Regions from separate parts of the Rattus norvegicus genome. Here region 2 is linked to region 1. Evidence: chromatin contacts called from public Hi-C data. All regions are on one chromosome and are shown on one strand. The core of a region is the stretch at or near the end of the contact, and the rest is flanking DNA. Distances in the headings are between cores, read along the strand shown. Region 1 overlaps Rapgef5 (Rap guanine nucleotide exchange factor 5). Region 2 has its middle 110 kb from the start of Cdca7l.

Region 1 (4,589 bases), core at 812-3,311:
TGGAGGATTCCCAAGAAGCACGATAATTGCACTTTTAAATTTTTCCTCCTGCAACTCCCTGGCGCAAGCACACAGGGAGACATTTTTTAGGATTTCATGAATTTATAATCACAGCATTTGTCAGTTCAAGAAAATACTAGAGGTGCCCGCTCTGAGGGCTCCCATCCCCTTCAGTTCGTAATGGGCCACTAAGAGTCGCAGGGGCTGTGCTTCGCTAACTATGCCTGACTCAGCAGTTATCCTTCAATGTTACTTCTGGGCACACACTTATGAGAGGGATGTTCTGGAACGGGAGAACAGGGCAGATATTCTAACTTCAATGCTGTCGTTCTTTATTGAGCTAGCTTCAGCCAGGAAAGGTGCATGAGATTTAAAAGTGACAGAAGGAAGGAAACCCGTGCACAGCTGCAGGGCCGGGCCAGTACTGTGGGATAAGGAGAGCAGGCAGCTGACTTGGGCTGACACCGCTGGACTGCAGTTTCCTCTGCTGCTGTGTACTTCAACTGAGCTTCCCTGAGCAGGAGCAGAGGCCTGGGATTGCAAACTAAAGCCCATGAACACTCAACTTAGCAAAAGTATGGTTACAAGAGATTCTCAAGCTATGAAAGGTTAAAGTAAGGGCAGAAGGCTTGGATTTTTAGATAGTGACTGTAAAGACACATAGGCAGCCATTCCTTTATGAAGAGGTGCATCAGCTTCAGCTCTGTTGCTGACTGGCTCAAGTGGGGTCATCCTGCAGATGGAGATTTTTAAGTTGGATGGGAAAGGCTGTGTGGGGAGAGCCGTAATTCCAATGTTTGTTTACACACTTTCCCTCTTAGATGCAAACATTTCAGAGATGTAAATGCATCAGTCATGGGACACTCATGAGAGAACTAAGAACCACTACTGTTCTGTTTTAGGGACTTCAAAAGGTTTAAAGGCAACAACAACAACAACAACAACAATAGCAAAATAATCATAAGCCAAACTGCAAATCTTCACACTTGAAATTTCTTGCTCCTTTCAAAACCTTACCAGTGATTAGTACTAGCTTCAGATGTCTACATTTTGCAGGGAACCTCAATCTCACTAGCTGTAACTATAATATTCTGTATTATAATAATGACAAAATGAAGGTAATACAGGTGTCCTGTGAACAGCACAGAGTTCTTCATGGCCTGAAGCCTACGGTTAGTTCCTGTAGAGTAAGACTATACCATTTTGCTTTGAGCAAGTCTGCCCTATTTCCAGTTGTCACTGGTTCCGTGCATCTCATTGGCAATCACCCATAAGAATCAGCATTCATTTAAAGGACCACTAGGAAGAACACCCATCATTGCACTGTGACACGTTTTCACACCATCAATAGTTAATACTCATGATGCATCTAGAAGTAAAAAGGCAATGAAAGCCGCTGACCTCCTAATTAAAATGAGCCCAAAGGAGGAGGAGCTTGAGAAGTTGAAGCTGCACATTGAGATAGATAATACCCCAAGAATATGACTAGGTAAGGATTAGGCTGTGACACAGGCAAACTTAAAAGCGAAGGATGCTTTTAACACCTTAAACAAGTTCTTGAACTTCTCAGCAGTACCCAGCAAATGGCAGACGGTGAGTCTTCCAACTACACAGCTAGCCCTGCAACAGTTCAATCTCAAGGCTCTGAAGTTATCTTATCATTCCTTCTACTCGAGGTACCAACTTCTACTGTGCTAAGCTGCCAAGCTATTAAAAATATCCCATGTTTATAAGCTGAACAGCCAGCCAGAGAGGTCCCAAGCCACCACTTCCACAGGAAAACCCTGTCACTTGTATCGATGGACTTGGGGCTCAAAGAGCACATAGCAGTTTCTTCTCCCCTGGCAAAGTCTGAAAATGTGAAAGGAAAGTTATAGCCAGAGAAAGACAGAGAACTGTTCTCCTCTGTGAACCACCGGGGACAGCAAGAGTGAAGTCTTAACAAATAACAATCAGCAGATCACAATATGTGGCAAAAGAAAGTGGCCACATTGTCTTCCCAGTCTGAGGGTAGCATTCTCAGCTCTCAGGCTCCAGCTGAATAACGGCTTTCAGGGGACCAAGCAGCTCGTCCTCCCCGCCTCTCCCCCCACCCGGCTCTCACTGTATCCACACAATATCACTCTTGTTGGAACATAGCGTTCAGAAGCTACTGGTGAGTCTCCATCGGACCCGCCCTCGTTGAGGGCGGCTGTAATCTGTTTTTCTGTCCTTATCTATTTCTAGTGACCCAGGGTACATTCCCTGGAGATGAGATCCAAGACCAAGATGAATATGAAAGTACATTGGGACATTTGTCTAAAAAAAAAATCTATATTCTCTGGTCTATATAATGGCCAAGATTTCCAGTGTAAGACCAGGAGGTTTTCAACTCACAGTCATGACAGATATGCATTCGTAGCTTGGTTTTTACATGACTTACTTCTGAGAGGAGTTCTCTTATAAACTGAGTTCCAAAGTCACTAGATTGAGAGTTGAGGGCATCTGCTATCTTAGTTAGAAGGATGTTGTGCAGAGGTAAAAATCCCATACAATTGCAATAAAATATTTGTACCTTCACACATACAGCCAAGCAGAACCACTTTCCAGCCATTCAAACCCACACCCCCAGGAGGAAAGGACTTACCTGTTCCGACTTCTCCGGTTCTTTTTTGTCTGTCTGTAAAAACTGACAGTTCTCTCTTGCCAGCTTGTGGACCAGCTCAATACGTCCGATATCATCTCTCTCTTGAAGCTTACACATCACCCCAGCCTTCAGAGTCGGAGAAAAAGCGAAGATATACTTAAATCCGCAGTCCCAGGACATGACACCACCACAAAGTTCACCCTATAATAAGCGCATTTTTTTAACTGTGACCTGAATTAAATCGTGGCCATCGTGAAAGATTTTTGCCTTTCCAGAGTTAAATCTGTGTTATTTTAAAGTAGAGAGATACAGTGCCAGAGACTCCGAATTGAGAGAGCATGTATCTGTCTACTTTAAGAGCTGGAAGGGCAAACTAAATCATTTGCTACTACGTGTGCGCCTGATATGCTGGCATTTGTTTGTTCCTGACAGCCTGTTTCCTGTTACATAAGCAAAGCCTAGCAAAAGGTTAAAAATTCATGGGAAAGTTAGCCAGGAACCAGTCTGGCAAAAGGGGTGAAGTGATACAGAGTCCTAAAAATAACAGTCTACAACTTCCCAATTCTTTAGCCCGAGTGGATCATTCCATGGACAAGCACAGTTAGCAAGAAGGTTATGGGATAAACTTTTTTTTCCTTCACAACTGGAAAAGTACTATTGAGGGTGTAAGTAAAAGCATTCGTGAGCAGTTAGAAGCAACTCACTAAGCATCATGCATTTCTTCATATATTTATGTCATAAGCAGGGAAAATAGGAAGGAGGTGATTCTAGTTTAGAACAGGAAAAAAAAAAGGAGGTCATTCTAACACAGAGATTATAAAACATTTCTACTCAAATTCTTTCCCAAATGGTTCACACAGCCATACCAAGGCATGATCTAACAAAGAAACCTGAAGTTAACTTGGCAGGATTAGTCAAAACCACTGAGTCCTTATTTACCCAACATAACCTACAGGATTTGAATATACTCAGTGACGTGACAAAATATGGGGATGGGAACTGTATGAGCCTCCAAGTTTCTTAGCAGTTTGGTCTTAGCAGTTTGTGTGAAAGTCACCCACATTGTCGACTGGGTGTCACTGAAATATAGCCAGACATGCAAAGCAACAGCTCAACTTTATTCCCAAAGGATCAGGAGAGAAGAGTTCTCCAAGTAGCCATCACAGACCCCTAGAGGGCAGCAAGCAGACTTCTCCCACTAAAAGTGTGAGTGAGGCTTTTAACATTCATCACAAGTGGTGTTTTTAGTTTCTTTCCCAAGTTTCCCTGCACAAGGACCTCATCTTATCTTAAGACATCCTGTACATTGGTGGACAGCCAGAACTGCTGGAAAGTCCCGTAGAAGCTAGATAACTCTTGAAGTTATTTAATGTCAATCCATGAGCATAGTTTTCCCTTTTAAAGCAACTGGAACAAGGGCTATCCCTTACCCAACGACACAATCTTTCTAGTATCAAACACACATATTTGTTTCAATATCACTTAATATTTTTGAGATATATATCTCTGGTTGTCTATTTTATACATCATTCGATAGACTTTGAAAACCACCCACAATAAATCCTAGAGCTATAGGATTAAATACCTCAACATCCCTTACATCCCTCAGGTTTGCATTCAACAATTCAACAGAAGAAGATTATAACATACGCATGCACACGCATACAAGCACTCATACATATATACGTGCACACATACACACACCACACACAGAGAGAGAGAGAGAGAGAGAGAGAGAGAGAGAGAGAAGCAGAGACAGAAAGACACACAGAGAGAAGCAGGCAGGGAGAGAGAGAGACAGAGACAGAGAGACGGAGATACACGTACACAGAGAGAGAGAGACAGAGAGACAGAAAAAGAGACAGAGAGAGGCAGAGAGAGGGACAGAAATAGAAAAAGACAGAAAGACAGAGATACACACACAGAGAGAGAGAGAGAGAGAGAGAGAGAGAGAGAGAGAGAG
Region 2 (4,589 bases), core at 1,485-3,984, 110 kb before region 1:
TCCATAGGAGGCTGGCTATTTCAGATGTCTTCACTTGGCTGGGGATGAGCTGCTTGGCTGTTAAGAGGGCCCACCCTGGGCTAGAGAGATGGCTCAGTGGTTAAGAGCACTGACTGCTCTCCCAGAGGTCCTGAGTTCAAATCCCAGCAACCACGTGGTGGCTCACAACCATCATTAATGGGATCCGATGCCCTCTTCTGGTGTGTCTGAAGACAGCGACAGTGTACTTATACATAATAAATAAACAAATCTTTAAAGAGAGAGAGAGAGAGAGAGAGAGAGAGAGAGAGAGAGAGAGAGAGAGAGAGAATCCACCAGAACATGCCAAAGGTCCATGATGAGCATCCAGGGACTGGATGGATATAAAGAAGAGTCATCTCAGTGAAGAGACACAGAATGCAGACAGGGGAAGACCACCCCTGTGACATCCATCGCTCCACAGAGATAGGACATTATGTGGAGCCCGGAAGTCAATGCTGCTCAGCCAGGATGGACTAGATGTGATTCCATAGGGTGTAGCTAGAGTCGGGGAGCAGCCAGAAGTGAGGTTTTTGCAGGCTGCAGGGCAAATGCAGCTCCAGGGAGCCAGGCAGGCGTCTTCATTCCTCCAGAGGGTGAGTGGTGACCTGACCCATCCTCCTGCAGATAACTCCAAGGCAACCTTTTCTAGTTCAGCTACTTACCGAGAGAGAGAGAGAGAGAGAGAGAGAGAGAGAGAGAGAGAGAGAGAGAGAGAGAGAGAGGGGAAGGAAAGCAAAGCAAAAGAAAAGCAGAAAAACCTCCAGGGCCACATCCCAGTAGAGCTGCAGAGCTAACTTTGTAGGAATTGCACCCCTTTGTGTCATTTGATTTAACCAGGCACTCTGTGAACACTTCTCACTTAAATTATGTGCAGGACCACTGTATGTCCACCAGATGTCGCAAATGTCTTAGTTACTATTGAGGCAAAGAGCATGTTGCCAACAAATGGTATGGTAAATACATTGTAGACAAGAACTTTCTCAAACTGGACCTTTAATCCCAGACTTTGGAGGTAGTAGAAGGGGGAACCGACAAGACCCAACCTTATCTTCAGGTACAAGTGAGTTTGAGGAGAGCTTGGGCTACACTGCACATGTCCATAATCACAGTGCTTGGAAGGCAGAGCTGAAAGGATTTCAAGTTTGGGCTACCCTGGTCTATATAGTGAATATCAGGACATCCAGGGCTACACAGAGAAAGCCTGTCTCTGGAAAAAAAAAAACAACAGCAAGAAACAAACAAACAAACAAAACCAACAATAACCTTCTAAAATGAAAAAAGCAAAAAAAAAAAAAAAAAAATCTACCTAATGAACAAGAGGAAAGTCCATGACTACTGATGGAAACCCGGTCAACTTCCCAGGGCCAGTGACATCATGGGTCTTGGAGGAGAACCTTACTAAACCAGCATAATCCCTAAATACATTGTAACTATTTGTCCCTATAGACGCAGAGGAGTGTAGTTCTCACATTTCGTTAAGGAAACTTTGGGACAGATGGAGACCGTTACAGAAAACCACAACCAATCAAACTACAGAGTGTGGACCCAGTATCAGTGGAAACATCTATAAAGCAACTCTCACACCCAAGGCTCAGGAATCATTGCAGAAGAGGGAACACGAAGATTATAAGAGACAGTGGATCAGGGAGTTTGCTGTGAGATTGTGTCCAAGGGAAAGCATTCACACTCACCCAGGAATAGTGACAAGAACAGTCCTGAACTCTGCCTAGTGGTGTACATTCAATGGTGATGTGATGTGCCCTGAGAGCCATGCCCCGAATGTGTCCTGCTGTGTGCTCAGTGTGTGAACTTGTTATAGCCTGTGTCTTTTTCTATCTGTACTTCCTTGTCTCTGTTCTCCCTGGTACTCTGATAAGCAGAACCTTCTATTCCCTGTAAACAGGGTTTAATGACTGCATAGCACCTTTATAAGCAACTAAGCACTGGGAACACTCATATTCTTTGGCTCCAGTCTCCTTGAGGAAAATTTTTATTTCAGACTTAGTCTTGTTTCATGGACTGCTCCACTCTCTGCTATATCATGCCCTGTGTTGAGGCAGCAGGCCCTGGTGTGTTGGCATGCTGGCTCCTGGGGCTCTTTTGTGTATTTATTGCAGACTACACCCCTCGAAAGAGCGCTGAATCAGCACAGGGTGCAGAGCAGGAAGGGGTGAGGCTTTCCTTTCCAGCCTCCTCCCTTTTCCCTTCCTGCTCCTTCTGAGGCCAGGCACAGGCCAACTGAACACAAAGGAATACAATCAGTTATTTCTTACAGCAGTCAAGCCACAAAACAAATCCCCCCAAAAAACCAACCTAGAAAGGCATGTCTAGGTCTGCACCAGCTTAAAGTCACAAGCAACAAGGGCTCTTAATGACTCCCAGTGCATACCTCCTCTGTGGCCTGCACTGTGTTCAAAACTGGTTAATCTTAGGACTCATGATCCTTAACTAACAGAGAGAGAGAGAGAGAGAGAGAGAGAGAGAGAGAGAGGAAGAAGAGAGAGAGGAAGAGAGAGGAAAGAGAGAGAGGAAGAGGGGGGGAGAGAGAGAGAGAGAGAGAGAGAGAGAGAGGAGGCACACATACATATACCACAATTTAATACCTTTGACTAGCAGGTATATTTAAATATATTGACTTGTTCAACAAATATTTGGTGCCTGCTAGTTTCCATAGGCATGCTGGCTAGTTTTATGTCTGTTTGGTGTAAGCTAGAGTCACTTTGGAATAGAGAACCTCAGTTGAGAAAATGCTTCCACCAAATTGACCTGTGGGCAAGCCCAGGTTGCTTCTTCAAGGATGTGTGTGTGTGTGTGCGCGCGTGTGTGTATGGGCCGGCACAGGTCACTGTGGATGGTACCACCCACAGGCTGGTAGTCCTAAGTACTGTAAGAGAGCAGGAGTAAACAAGGAGAAACAAGCCAGTAAGAAGCAAAGTCTCCATAGACTTTGTCTCAGTTCCTATCTCCAGATTCATGCCTTGAGATATTGCCTTGATTTCCAGGGAAATGGACTTATGCTAATGGACTTAAACCCTTTCCTCCTCAAGCTGCTTTTGGTCATGGTGTTTTGCCTGAGCAACAGAAACCCTAAGACAATAGGCATTGAAAATAGTAAGAATCACATTCCCTCTATGTATAGATGTTTTATAGGGCACCAAGATTTTGGTCTACTGGAGTATCTGTCTGTCCGACTTGGGAGGTGGTGCTCAGAGGACAGAAAGAATCTGCAGCTGAGGCTGTTTTGCTGTCTACAATGTGTCATTGAAGAAGGGGGTCTGGAGAGAAGGGTGATGAGATTTCTGTTTTGGAAGGGGCTGTTTTGGATGTATGAGGGTACTTTGGACTTTATTGTAGGGAATGAAGTTGAGAAGAAGATCCAGGGTGTGAGTTACTGAGATGACTTTTAAGTGAGGATTGAACTCAGGAAGGCCAAGTTGAGCAAACCCAGTGATTTAGCTGTAGCATAGACTTCAAGGCAGTGAGCACAGTATTAGATCCCATTCTCTAAGGCCTTTGGGAACCTGTGTAAGCAGCCTATCTACTACCTTTCAAAAGTTACTTGGAACAAGTGAGGCACCTTGTTACCAATGGCATCTTGAATTTCTCCTACCCAAACAGCAAACAAGGGATGTCAGAGTTCAAGATCATTTCTGCAAACTGGGCTTGAAAGGATGGTGCCGCACCTCACCACCCCAGGTTTAAGAGCTCTGAGACTGACGGGAGTCACTGTTGCTGTAGAGCTTGGCAACAATGTTGCCATGGCACCAGTCTTTCCTGCAGGTGACTGTGTTTGAGACTTCAGTTGTGCTGTCTCTGTGTGTCCTGTGACTGTGGTTCATCAGGACTCTGAAGAAGGTGATGACTACTCCAGGGATTTTCTCCAAAGGTTCTGGATAGAAATTATACTCCAACCATGCTGACACCTTAGGAACTCTGCGGGTGCACAGGAGTAGAAGGACCTGGCAGCTCAGAACTTCTCATGGGCATGACGGCAGGCAGGGTGGCCTCGGAAGCTGGGGCTGCCTTTCAGAATCCTTCTGGAGAAAAGCCAGCAAGGAGTGCCTGGCATTCCTATTACCTACTTCATGCTGGAGACTCCCAAGATGCTGGAAAACCCCACGGCAGCACCTGGCTCTCTTCCCAGGCCCATCAACATCTGACATTTGGTGAGGCAGTAGCAGGAGATAAATGGTGACAAGGTGTGGTTAGGCATTGGGAAGTTCCTCTCCCTGGGGAGTTGGGGGGAAGTGGGGGCACTTTTTTTCTTTTTTTCGGAGCTGGGGACCGAACCCAGGGCCTTGTGCTTGCTAGGCAAGCGCTCTACCACTGAGCTAAATCCCCAACCCCCAGTGGGGGCATTTTAACTCCGTTGTGCAAGTGCCATGAGAGAAACTAGAAAGCTAATCTAGATGGGTAAGACCAATGAGCTCAGGAAGCTGCCTCAGAGCTTGCTCTGGGACTGCTGTGGAGAGGGGTGGGAAATTGGGAACCATAGTAGCCTCTGTTCCTCCTAAGCCAATAGAGAGGCTAAACCAAGTAGTAGGGCTCTAAGCAAGTTCCCCAGAGGC

Evidence for each region. Hi-C and Micro-C count contacts between places; a contact is called where the count stands out from the background.
Region 2: a Hi-C map of frontal cortex shows a contact between it and region 1, with 2.1 times the contacts expected there. The contact joins two enhancer-like sites. A contact is called at or near these places in 5 of 12 Hi-C or Micro-C datasets (Schwann cells, frontal cortex, liver and 1 more).

Annotation. Positions count from the first base shown.
Region 1 is chr6:144,712,598-144,717,186 of GRCr8, reverse strand. Rapgef5 (Rap guanine nucleotide exchange factor 5) reads right to left here. Exons shown (of 26, transcript NM_001395143.1): 9 at 2,627-2,752. Among named protein-coding and RNA genes, the nearest start is that of Rapgef5, 130 kb to the right of the region's middle. Within about 2 kb of position 2,061, at least 49 of the 93 cell types and tissues checked have an H3K27ac peak or open chromatin away from gene starts, as enhancers often do.
Region 2 is chr6:144,824,551-144,829,139 of GRCr8, reverse strand. No RefSeq gene overlaps it. Among named protein-coding and RNA genes, the nearest start is that of Cdca7l, 110 kb to the left of the region's middle. Within about 2 kb of position 2,734, at least 10 of the 93 cell types and tissues checked have an H3K27ac peak or open chromatin away from gene starts, as enhancers often do.